Regions from separate parts of the Mus musculus genome. Here region 2 is linked to region 1. The links are chromatin contacts, called in public HiChIP or PLAC-seq maps. All regions are on one chromosome and are shown on one strand. Each heading gives the region's core, a stretch centred on a gene start, on an enhancer-like site or on the middle of the called end of the contact. The rest is flanking DNA. Distances are from core to core; before and after follow the strand shown.

Region 1 (6,168 bases), core at 2,103-4,602:
ATCCTGGATGAAGAGCATTTGATTGATTGGCTGATTGATTGATTGTGATAGTTTCTTACTATATAGACTAGTAAGCTTTGAACTTGTGGGCTCAAGTGATTCACCACACACACTCCCCACCCCCAGCCTCTTCAGTAGCTGATACTATAGTCATGGTCAGCTGAGAAATGCTTTAATTTTATATCACTCAATCCAATCTTTATAACTAAGGCCTCCATTTTACTGGTAAAGAAATCACAGTCAGAGAGTCATCCAAGGAACCTGTGTGTGAGCCATTATTACCTTTCCTGCTGCATGCCAGGCCATAAGTATAGGAGAAAATGATAGTGTATTCATGAAAGGGCCAGGTGACAGTCACTAGCCTCTCCGTTAGGTCTGGTGGAATACTCGGTCACAAGCGTTAGTGCAAACATCTGTTTTCATTCTTTTGGACTGGGAATGAGAGACACCGACTAACGTTGACACAACATGAATTAGAATGATTTGTATATCATCAAAAGTTCAGGTAGGTGAGTAGCCAAAGAGCTAATGACAGAAAATGCTTTAGGAAATGGGACAGGGTTAGGAGGAGTTGGGCCAGGAAACTACTACTTGCTGTTGAAAGGATGTTCTGGTGGGAATCTCCCATCATGGTCATGGCAACAGCCCTCTTTAGGTTTGTTTCTGATTTCAAAATGCAGAAAGGAGAGGTGGGACACAGGCCTGGTCTAGAGACTTCCCGGCCATACTGAGCTGGGCCAGACAGGGCATTCTTAAGCTCTGGGTGCCCACAGGCAACTACTCAGAAGTGCCCATAGCATATTCAACAGGACACTCTCAGTGCCACACAGACCACCAGGCATGATGATTTTGACGTAAAATACTTGAAGGATTTTTCGCTTTTAAAAATATTTGAACATGAGCATTTCATTTATTGTTTGCTTAAACGTGTCTGTTTTTTAGTAACCCTGAACATAAGCAAACATTATTGGGAAATGAGACTTTTTTTACTTAAAGGTTCTTTTCAAACATGATGAAATTTTATAAAAACTAAAATTGAATTTGGATGTCGTTGACGCATGACATTTTATAGATGTTTAATGAAATCTCGATTAATGCCAAGTTTACAATTTATTTTTGTAATGTAGAACATGTAACATATTTTTCTGCTGCTCACATCTGCAAAGTTCCTGGGTTCTGGGTGTCTTTCCTGAGAGCAGAGGGTAGGGTTGGGGGTACGGGTGTGGGCCCTGGGGGATTGTTGAGACACACCACTCTGGCACTGTCCAAGGCTGGGTAGACCTCAGCTGCATGTATGTCATTCTCCTGATACGGTCCTTTCTCCGGCCTTGTCTTTTCTCTGTCTTTTACTAATGCTGCCCTTCCTTAGGTGTGCACTGTTCTCCCTAGTGCATGCTCTGAGGCAGGTAACTCCCTCCCCCACAGCTCATGCATTTGTTCATGGCAGCCCTGTGAACTGGGTAGGACAAACACCCCCTTTCTATAGATGGTGAAAACAGGCCAACCTGAACTACATAGCAAGTGTCAAACCTGTCTCAAAACACACACACACGCACACGCACACACACACACACATACACACACACACACACACACACACACACGCACACATACACACACACACATACACACACACATACACACACACATACACACACATACATACACACATACACACGCACACGCATACACACACACACACACAATCATATTGCTGATTTTATTCTTCCTGCTCCCTTGTAACCCAGGTAGTCAAAGCAACAGCGTAAACGGGTTGTGTTTTGAAATTTGTTTCTTATTTTCTCATCAGAATTGAGAATAACATAAAGTTAAGCCTATGTCAGATTTACAACTCATTAAAATCTCTTTGCTAAAATGCTTAGCTAGTTTAGGGCAAATAAATGGGCCACTCCCATTTTACAGATCTATGCTGTCCAGCCTTGTGGTTACTCCCAGTCCCCTTTTAAATGCCATCACAAACACACCACACCACACCACACCACACCACACCACACCACACCACACCACACCACACCACACCACACCGGAGGCATTTCCCCTCCTTCTTGCCTTTAGAGAAATCAGAGGCTGCTAGAGAAATCTAGACAGTGAGCACGTGGCTGGGTGGCCTTGGGACGTGGATGAGGACTGCCACGGAGTTGGCTGCAGACACTGTGGCCTCTCTGCACCCACACCCAAGCCTACACAAAGGCCTCCGTTTTGGGGGGTGATGGGCAGGGGATGGCCTGAGGTCTGTGAAGCCAGAGCAGGGCTGAGAAAAATGGACAGCACATAGTAGGGGCTCGGAAAACATTTACAGATTGGTTACTCAGGGATCAAAGTCACCTTTAAACTCAACTGAGGCTGGAGGGGGGGGGCGGGCAGGGCGGGGCGGGAATGCCTATCTATCCCCCTTATCAGCCCCCCCCCCCCCAGTACCCTGGATCCAGACTTTCCTGGCTGTCTTGGTGGCCACCTCTTGCTTCCTCTGCCTCTCTTTGATGTTGGGCCTCTGAAGTGTGATTTTAGAGAAAACTCACAGGCCTGACTTGGGATCCTGTAATTTCCCCAACCTTCAGTTTTCTTATCCAGAAGACAATGGTGGCATTAGCTGATCTTCAGAATTGTGGTGCTCTAGGGAGGAGCTGGTGCTCTGGTGTGGTGCTCCAGGGAGGAGCTGGTGCTCTGGTGTGGTGCTCCAGGGAGGAGCTGGTGCTCTGGTACAAAGTGAATGTTGCTTATGACCGTTGGCCCTGACCCATGTTCAGGGACCCATGTTTCTATACTTACTAACAATTGGCCCACAGAGGGTCTGTGTCAGACAGGAAAGTGACTGAACGAAGTCACTGTTGCATCAAACATGCAGCCCCAGCACTGCAGATTACTCTTTTGGGAGGATTTATTCCCAATAGGGTATTTATACACCAGACATGTGGTGGGACAATGTTACCTTGTCATGGGATCAGAGAGGTATGTCCTGTGCCAGCTCTGAGATATATAATCCCACTGAGTCCACTGGGCCCCAGACTGCAGTGTGTGTGTGTGTGTGTGTGTGTGTGTGTGTGTGTGTGTGTGTGTGTGTAATGAGTGTGACCCGACTGCAGTGTGTGTGTGTGTGTGTGTGTGTGTGTGTGTGTGTAATGAGTGTGACCCGAGGTTTTGTTTGGCAAGACTGACCCATTATCTGGTCTAGTCTGTGTCTCAGAGTATTACAAATAGCACTGGCTTCAGAAGGAGGGATCGCAGATGTAACTGAGGCAAAAAATATGGAAAGGTGGGAGGTTTGAATTGGCTTGTGGGTTAAAAGGCAGATGGGTCCATCTCCATGACAATGGGACATCCGGGAGCTCTCTGCCTAGTTGCCTCTGAGGCAGAGCTCTGCCTTACAAAGCTGGAAAGAGCCAGGCTCCGTGGTCCTAGGGCTGAGGTTGCTGCTCTGTTTTCTTCCACCTGCATCTTTGTACTAAGCCTGGACAGGGTCCTAAATAGGCCTGGCGAGATTCAGAGAAGGAAATAGGATCCCGCAGTCCCCTGCAGTCTTCTGAAAATCTAGACTTCCTTACAAATAAAAAGGAAATGCCCTCTTTCTTTTTTGTTGTATATGATTTTCATTTAAATCAAAATAAAATTTACCAACAGTCATGTGAACAGATCGTAAGTGTCTGGTTTGATGTGTTTTTGACGACACAGAACTGTTCCAAGAGCCTATCCCCCGTCCCCGTCCTTTTCATCAGTAGATAACCCCCACAGCTGTGTCACAGAGCTGATGTGTATCGCCATAAATTAGTTTTGTCTATAATGAATTCTATAAGAACGAATAGTGGAATGTGTTCTAGTTTGAGTCTGATGTTTTAGCCGAGCATAAATTACTTACAGGTAAAAGAAATTTTTTGGTTCTGCCAAGTTTGATAGACACATCCTCCTTGAGCTGTAGGATTTGGTTTGTGTTGTGTTGTTTGTGTTGTTTCTGCACAGTCTCACAGTGTGATCCAGCCTCGGCTCAGACTTGTAGCAATCCTCCTGCTTATCTCCGTGCATTCTGGGATTGCTGACATAATCGAACACACTCAGCCCTTTGCGTCTTTTCGTTTCTGATATGAAAGGACCACAGCTTATAAGCTGTGGTCCTTAATTACACCACCGGGCAACTGTGATACCCATCGGGGTTCCGAGGGCTCGGATACACCAGTAGGGAGATGAGCATGGTCTTTGTACTTGGGAGGGTAAAGTCAGGTAATCACAACTTCCAGGCAAACCTGGGCTCCACTGTCAGTCTGAGGCCAGCCTGGGCAACTCAGTGCAACCCAACCCAGGGAGGGTGAAAGGAGAGAAGAGTAAAAGCAATTGTGGCAACCCTTAGAGGAGTCCTAGACGTGTCCTTGTTGACTTTGTTTCTAGACCATCTTTGGTTCCTATGGTGACCTTCCATTCTGTTCTAGACTGCAGCCACCTCCACCCTGTGCAGTGCAGACTCTTCCTCGGTAGAGGGTGGTGTGCTCTCTCCAAGTTCACTGGTCTGTATTGAACTGGTGTGTGTCAACAGGCAGGTGTGTCTGTCCCTGCCTGTGAAAGACAAAGGGGCCTGAGCAGAACAGGGTCCTGTTGGTGACGGAGAGGGTGGAGACCCCGAGGGGGGCAGCCGGCTAACAGGGGTATTGTCCCAGGCGGGGGTGGGATTGGGGGTTGTGTGTGACTGTGCACGGTTGGGAACCCAGCACTCAGCATGAGTCTGATTCACAGGGAGCGTTGATAAAGCAATGTTGATGACTAATGGTCTGGAAAAGGGGAGCTGGGGCAACAAACCCACTGCCACACTCCAGCTATGGAAGGTCTGAGCTTAGCCCCGCTGGGAGAGGAAGGACAGATAAGGTTTCACAAAGGAACACCCAGCAGGGTGGAGCGATTGCGGTCTGTGGGAGATACACAATGGCTGGAGAGCCAAGAGCAGGAGCAGTATTTTTAGAGGATCACTGGCCTAGGAGTGGAACCCTCTGTACCCCTTGGTGCAGCTCATGTAAGCTTCTTTCCTCTTAGAGACCTCCTCCCTCAAGCCGGTGTCATATCAGGTGTCCTGTGGCCGCTGTAACAAACTGGGTGGCAGAAGCTCATCAGTATATGGTGATGCCTGTAATCCCAACATGCAGAGGCTGAGGCAGGAGGATAGAGTTGGAGGCTAACCTGGACTACACAGAAAAGCCCCGTCTCATCGGGGCTAGAAAGAGGGATGGCTCAGTGGTTAAGAACTTTGGCTTTGCTTACTAAGGACCCGAGTTTGGTTCCCAGCACCCACTTGTAACTCTAGTCTCAGAGAATCCAATGTGTTCCTCTGGCCCCCAGGCAGGCAGATGGTATACATACATACATACATACATACATACTACATACATACTACATACATACATACATACATACATGCAGAAAAACAGCCATACACATAAAATAACTGAATAGTTTTGATTTTTTTAAACTCTTTTATTTACATGTATGTCTCTCCAATCCCAACAAGTAAATCTAAAAAGAAAAAGCTAGTTTCGGTAGTGCGTTCTTTAATCCCAGCAGAGGCAGGTCTACATAGAGAGTTCCAAGCCAGCCAGAGTCACGTGGTGAGACACTGCCTCAAACACAAACAAACAAGCTATTTTGTATAGTGTCTCAGAAAACTGAACAAACAACAAGATTCCTCCAAGAAGTTCATTTGTTTACGGTTTTAGCAACTGAAAGTCTAAAATCAAGATAACAGTAGGGCAAGGGCTGGAGGGCTAGCTCAGTGTTGAGACCACTGGCTATTCTTTCAGAGAACCCATATTCAATTTTCAGAACCTACATGATGGCTCACAACTGTCTGTACCTCCTGTTCCAGGGGATTCAACATCCTCCTCTGGCCTTTGTGGGCACTGGGCATCAACATGGTACACAGACATGCATGCAGGCAAAACACCCATACACATACAATGACAAATAAGTCCTTAAAAAACAGTAGTGTCACATTCATACCATGAAACCCACAGCGAAGAGTCCCTCTTGCCTCTTCTCACTGCCAGTGTTTGCCAGCACTTGGCCTCCCTTGGTCTGCAGATCCATCAATCCAGACTTCCTCTCCATCACTATGGTCCATCACTATGGAGACCACATGGTTTTCCTGTGGCCCTCTCATATTGTCTGATTGCT
Region 2 (6,168 bases), core at 2,477-4,976, 89 kb before region 1:
CAACCATCTTTACACCCATATTCGACTGTAAGATACAGTTCCCATCCCACATGAGAGAGACTGCTGAGGACCGAGGGACACAGACAGGAAAAGGAAAAGTTTGATTAAAAAACAAGAGACACCAGAAGGTGTGAAACATGAGAAGCCAAAGGTTATTAAAGAGACTTCAAATGACTACGAAGTAAGTTCCCTCGGCCTCGTTCCTTCTGGAGAGACTCTGAAGCAGGTCACTGCTCCGCATCAGGGAGGGGAGGGAGACTTGCTGGTTATACTGGGAAAGGTCACAGGGGACACTCCACAGCCGGTTCTGTCTAACTCAAGGCCCCAATTCCTCTGCTGATTCCCATGTAGAAACAACTAAGGAAGTCTTAATTACGTATTAATGTGTGAATCTGCATGTGTAAACCACACGGAGAGAAGCCTACCTGGAAACTAGAGTCACTTCCCAGGTTAGTAGGGACAAAGTCACCCTCTACAGAAGAGGCAGCTGCAGGACTTGACATTCTTCAGTCACACTGGGGCCCTTCCTTCCTATGGCCGATGAGGCCATGTCTACTGGGGGTACAGTGCTTGTACCCCTCAAGTTACATCTTTCAGAGGGCCTGTGGACTAGAGAAGAGATGTTCCAAAGCTCTAGGTGTCCTGTACTTAAAAGAATTTCACTCAGTAGACAGCGTGGTTACTGCCCACGAACTGGGCCTCTTCATTCTGGAATAAGCATGAAATGGTAAAGGGCCAACCCTTACCCCACCCCCACCCCCTCCAGGCCCAACACCGAAGTGAGGAGAGGGCAACAGGGGTGAGGGAAGAAGTGTGCAAAGAAAGGGTACAGATGGGCGGGGGGGTCCCAAAAGGACCTAAGCAGCAGGAGACCCCCCCCAGGCACAGGACTCCAGCCCAGCAGACCCCCCTCCACAAGCTGAGTCCAGTGGCTGTCCTAAGGTAAGGTGGTCATCTTCTGGACCCCAGGCTGGCCTCCTGAGTTCTGAGGCACTGGCTTAGCACGCCATGAAGAACAGCCAGCCCTTCTTTGGGCATGTCTCAAAGCCAGAGGTCAAACAGCAGTCTGCAGAACCCAGAACCAAGGGCTGGACCAGGTAAGGCCCAAGTCATGATACTGGAGGCCAGGCCTGTGGCTCGCAAGTCTGAGCTGGATATAACAACAGTCTTAGTGTCCAGGAACTGAATCTTCATGCTCAGCCCCTACTGGCTTCTGCTCTCCGTCTCTGGCTGGTTGGCTCCTTCCATGATGATAGGTTTATCTTCCTCATGTTGATAGCTTCTGGCTCATCACATGTAGCCAGGTCCCAACCAACCAAAGTGGACAGAGAAGCTGGAAAGCAAGAACAGTGGTTAGGATGGTTGGTTTATTGCATGCCTCACACCAGGTCTTCTCAACCTGTCTACACCAGAACAGAAGGAAATAATGTGACCACTCCTGTTATCCACAGGGAACAGGTTCCATCCAGGTCATGCCACAGACACTAAAATCCGGGGGCTTCTTTCTCTAACCGGGTGTAGTTTTGCATATAACCTATGCAAACCTCCCATATGCTTGCAGTCATCCCTGTATTATTGTTAATACCTAACACAATGTAATGTTATATAAATTGTCATTAAACTATACTGTTTGGGAAATGATTGACAAGAAAAAAAAAAGGTCTGTGAGTGTTAGGGAAACATTTTTTCCCCCAAGTATTTTTTGACCAGGGATTGACTGGAGAAATGGACAGAAGGCTGATGACATGCTGTGGTCAGTGGAAGCTGCTTCCTCCAGCCCCTCTCTGCGTCCTAAGGGATCATGGTGGACCCATTCTTAGCCCAGAGGGTTTGCTTTACAGCTTCTCTATGGGGGGGGGGGCAGCAAACCAGAGTCTCAAAGGGGCTGGAACACCAGATAATCCCTAGGCTCAGTTGACCTCTGTTTGCTGGAGATGGAAGAGGAGATGGATGAGGTACTTTGGGTGGTGTAGCTGGGTTCAGAGGGACCAAAGCTTCCGTTGGAGAAGTTAAGGGCAGAATTATATAAACCCCAGCTCTGATTCCCATGAGGAGGGAGTAGTATCTGGGGAAGAGGGCACACGGCTAAATGCCATGGCTTCTAGGTTCTATTCTTGGTCCCTCCCTTGAGCCATTCTAACCACAAACCAACCCCCCCACCCCCCACCTTCTGCCTTTAGGAGGATTAAGACATCATGAATAGAGATGCATGGCCCCATCCTGTTCTCAGCCACCCATCCCTCTTCTAGCTTCTCCTCCTCTGGCCCAGCATGCCTTTGGCCAGCACTCATGGATAGGCCAGGCCTATCATCCCTGCAATGATGTCCCGGCCACATCTCACATTCCACATCTCACACTCCTTTATGCTCCCACACCTCAGCCCTGGAGCCCCAGATCCATTATCAAGAATGAGTTTTTGAAGCCATTGGCTCAGCCCAGCCTTCCACTGAGGCCCCACGTAGGGACCTAAGACAGCATGGTTTTGTTCGCAAGCCCTTATAACTCCTTCGATAACTACACCGTAGTGAGTTGTCATCGCAGTTCAACACTTACATTCTCCAGCATGCATTCATTCTGGAAGACAGTCATACAACGCAGGAGTCCTATGGTGAGTGAACCAATCTCTGAGGAGGCCTATCCCACCCGTGCTCTCTCTCCGTGCTCCCACCCATCTTCCTCTCCGACACTTGGGTTACATTAAGGACCCTCCTGCCTGGTGCCCTAGGGAAAGGGCCTGCTCTGCTCACTTGGCAAAAGGCCCGGCTTCCAAAAACACATTCTCTTCGGATCTACGCTCTGTTGGTCCCAACAACCTTCTCTGGGATCGTCCAGCTTTGGGATAGAAATCAAAGCCCCTGGTTTTCTATAGAGAGCAGAGGAGGAAGAAGAGAGAGGATTCAGTGCTCTGGGACTCACCTGACATGTCTTCTGGGCACGGAGATGGGAGAGGGGGGGCATGTCGATAAAATGATACGCCTCATGGTTTAGGACACAAGGGTCCCAGTCCCAAGACTCTGCCGGGCCCGCACAGTCTGGATGGCCTGTTGATTCTTGAACTTGACCAGGCCCAGGGTGATCTGAGCGTTCCAGCCAGGGTCTTCGAGGGGGCAGCGGAAGTCGATCTCGCCCCCGCCTTCGGTCACTAGCGTGAAGTAGATGTGGCGCCCGGTGCTCTCTACGCACTCCACGGCTTTGATGCGGGCGAAGCTGAGCTCCTTGGGCCGGCCGCCCGTGCCCTTGGCCTCGAAGAGCTGCAGCCCGCGCTCGGTGAGCACGCAGCGCTTCCGCTTCCACAGCTGCAGCAGCCCGCCGCTGCGCTTCTCCAGCACGCCCTCCTTCAGCACGGTCGCCGCCGCCGTCATGGGCACCCCGAGGTTCCCACAGCTCTGGAGGCTGCGGCGATCCCGGCTGTCCCGGCTCTACAGCGCCGGCTTCTCGCGCCCTGGAGCTGGTTGGCCTTGCTCCCTGTGCGGTCGAGCCTGCGGCCCGGGCCGCCTCGCAGACAGCGGGTACCGGGAGGCTCGTGCGATGCTACTCTCTCGCCGCCGGCTTGGAACCCTGCGCGCCGCTTCGACCTCCCCGAGCCTCTACCCGGTGCCCTGCGCCTCGCCGCCCGCACGCCCGCTCCCCTGCGCTCCGTCTGCGAGCTGGGCGGCTGCTGGCGGGATGTGCCCTTACATGTTCCACCGCTCGCCTCCTGCGCCGCCCGCCGCGCATTCCTGCCCCGCTGGCCCTCCCCTCTGCGCCGCGCACCCGCCCGGACAGGGCCCCGGGGGGCGGGGCTGCAGTGGGGCTCCAACACCCATCAGCAGCGCGGGCCCGGGAGGGGGCTGCTTTCTCAATAGCCTGCGGGCTGCCCCTTCTTAAAACACCGCTCCGAGCCCCTCACCCGACCCCCAGCCTCAACCGTTCACCCCGGCCTCACACCCGGGGCATAGCAGAAGGAGAAAGAGGAGAAGTGGGGGAGGGCCGAGGATCCTCTCCTAGAGGAGCCAGGTCATTGCTGGCCTGGGGTGGGGCCGGCTTGACGATAACGCAGTGGCACCATGGCAGGGTGGGTGTCAAATACCCGCTGCTTCTCAGAGCACGAGAGTTCTGGTCGCCCAGCCTCTGCCAAAAGCTAGTGTTGGGTCTGTCCACCATCATCAGCAGATGTCTCTCTGCTGGGCTCAAGGGAGGCTGGCCACAGATCTGACAACCTACTCTCCCACCTTTCCCTGCCTCTACTTAGGTAGGCGTTAGAAAATAGTGTGTATAAAGTGGGGAGAGAGAAATCCTGATGGATCAATGGGAAGTAGACACACGTGCTGTGGGTGTGGGGTTGTCTCACAGAGCATTGACTTGGAGCCCAACCATGCCTACTGCAGTTAGCCCTCAGCCTTGTGGCTTCTCTGCAGAGTCCACAGCAGAGAATGGGCTTCTCCTGGGACACTATGCTGAAGGGAGACAGGCTTTTCTCAGTTGACTTCAAACCTCTCCTACCTGGCCAATGGCTCTAACCTTATTCCATACTTTCATGTATCAAATGGGATAACTAATCCATTCTGATCTGGTAGGATTGTTGCGAAGAGCAACTTAGTGACCATTCGTGAAGACCCGGGACAGATCTGCCAACTCAGTTATTTCTCTCTTCCTACTATGTCTTCCATCATATAAGGTCAGAAGCCGGAGAAAGATGTCTCTCCTAGGACCTCCCTCATCTGGCCCTCTTGGTCAACCCCTCCAGGCCAAAGTTTCTTAAACACCTACTCATGGACATGTTAATCGTAAAGGTTCTGGGACTAATGATAAATAATTAGTCAGAAAGAAGACCTCTTTGTACTCACACCTCCTGTTTTGGTCCTCGGTGTCGAAAAACTAACGGGCACAGGGAGGATTCTGTTGTGAGCCGGGGGTATCCTCCCCTGCAGAACCAAGCCAGCTGTGGAGAGAAAGAGTCATCAGTTTCCCATCCAGAGCCCTGTCTGTCCCTCCCTCTGACCTTCTCCCTGTCCCTCAGCTCCCAACTCCCACAATGCCACTCCAGGAGAGAGATTAGACAGTGCCCTTAGGGACTTGTCGGCCAGCCACTATGGTGTGGCTTTCCCCTCAGCCTTCTTCTAGGGACTGCTGAGTTGACCAACCTGGCAGAATCCTGCCTTAACCAACCCTCTCTCCTTTAGGAAATGGGGGTGGGAGTGGGACCGGGAGGAGTGTCTCCATTGAGCCCATCTCTACTGCTTCCTTCTCGTTCACTGATGCTTTCTATAACTACTGGATCATTCTCAAGACAAAATTTACAGAGCCCTCCCCCATGCTTTAAATTCTCATGAGAGATAGGGCATAGTGTTTTGCTCACATTTTCTCATGAGGGAAAAAAAAAACAAGGCAGAGAACTCAAACAACTTAACCGGGATCCTGCAGCTTTGTAATCAGAGAGTCTAGGGCATGAATGTATTGGTGGCTTACAGGACCTGGAATCTGCTGGTGACATCACCCTGCCTCTCCATAAACACTGAGCCCTTGTAACACATGACATGGCCACCCACACTCTTTCCTTACTGGCTGGAGGGTTAGAGGCTTCTAAGCGGTGGAGAAAGGAAGGGAAAGGGTGGTGACATCAGGTAAAAAGAGAGTGAGCAAAGGGGCCTAGGAGGAAACTCCGTGGAGCATCATGCTCTGGGCCCCTCTACTGCTGTCCCAATGGCCAGAGTCAGTCTTTGGAATCCAGGAGTCATCTTGAGACCCTGCAGTCACGTGACCTCCTGGGGTTAGGAAAGATAATTCAGTTCCCCCCAGGACTGGCTTCTTTCCTGGAAGCCCTATCTGAGGGGGACTCAGGTCCGGGTTGTACTAATTAAATATTGAGATCAAGTTTCCAAGAGCAGAGGGTGCAGAGCGTGCCTCCCCATCAGGGTTACTACACCAGGAGCAGGAACCAGGCCCCTGACCCGGGGAAGGAAGGTTGGGTCCTGGGACTCTGATTGGACTCTTACTGACTTGTTGACCCCACATGGGACAGATGGACAGAATGTCCCCTGTAGCAACTCAGAGCTGCCACCTCCCCTTCCCCCTACCAAATAGAAAGCTGATCTGCCCTGTCAGGCAAGCTGAGTCCAGCTGTTTGGGGCTGACTCAAAATGCCCTGAGGAGGGGGCAGGGAGTGAGCCAAGAATGTCTCTAGCTATG

Evidence for each region. HiChIP or PLAC-seq counts read pairs in DNA pulled down with a chosen protein or histone mark.
Region 2: a contact with region 1 is called in an H3K27ac HiChIP or PLAC-seq map of embryonic stem cells, with 23 read pairs. The contact joins the promoter of Phlda3 here to the enhancer-like site in region 1. A contact is called at or near these places in 4 of 39 promoter capture datasets (3T3-L1-derived adipocytes, the SN4741 cell line and embryonic stem cells), 2 of 15 datasets of contacts at CTCF or cohesin (the NIH/3T3 cell line and embryonic stem cells), 7 of 484 Hi-C or Micro-C datasets (the G1E-ER4 cell line, the MPC-11 cell line, embryonic stem cells and 1 more), 10 of 115 datasets of contacts at active chromatin or transcription factors (bone marrow-derived macrophages, embryonic stem cells, epiblast stem cells and 5 more) and 3 of 9 other capture datasets (adipose tissue, embryonic stem cells and liver).

Annotation. Positions count from the first base shown.
Region 1 is chr1:135,674,310-135,680,477 of GRCm38.p6, reverse strand. It overlaps a transcript of Nav1 not described here. Among named protein-coding and RNA genes, the nearest start is that of Gm32835, 11 kb to the left of the region's middle. Within about 2 kb of position 3,352, at least 24 of the 459 cell types and tissues checked have an H3K27ac peak or open chromatin away from gene starts, as enhancers often do. A contact at or near this core is called in embryonic stem cells and epiblast stem cells, where this site is marked.
Region 2 is chr1:135,763,643-135,769,810 of GRCm38.p6, reverse strand. It overlaps Phlda3 (pleckstrin homology like domain, family A, member 3), which reads right to left and starts at 3,726. Exons shown (of 2, transcript NM_013750.2): 1 at 2,917-3,726; 2 at 677-1,333. The coding sequence starts at 3,362. The coding sequence ends at 2,985.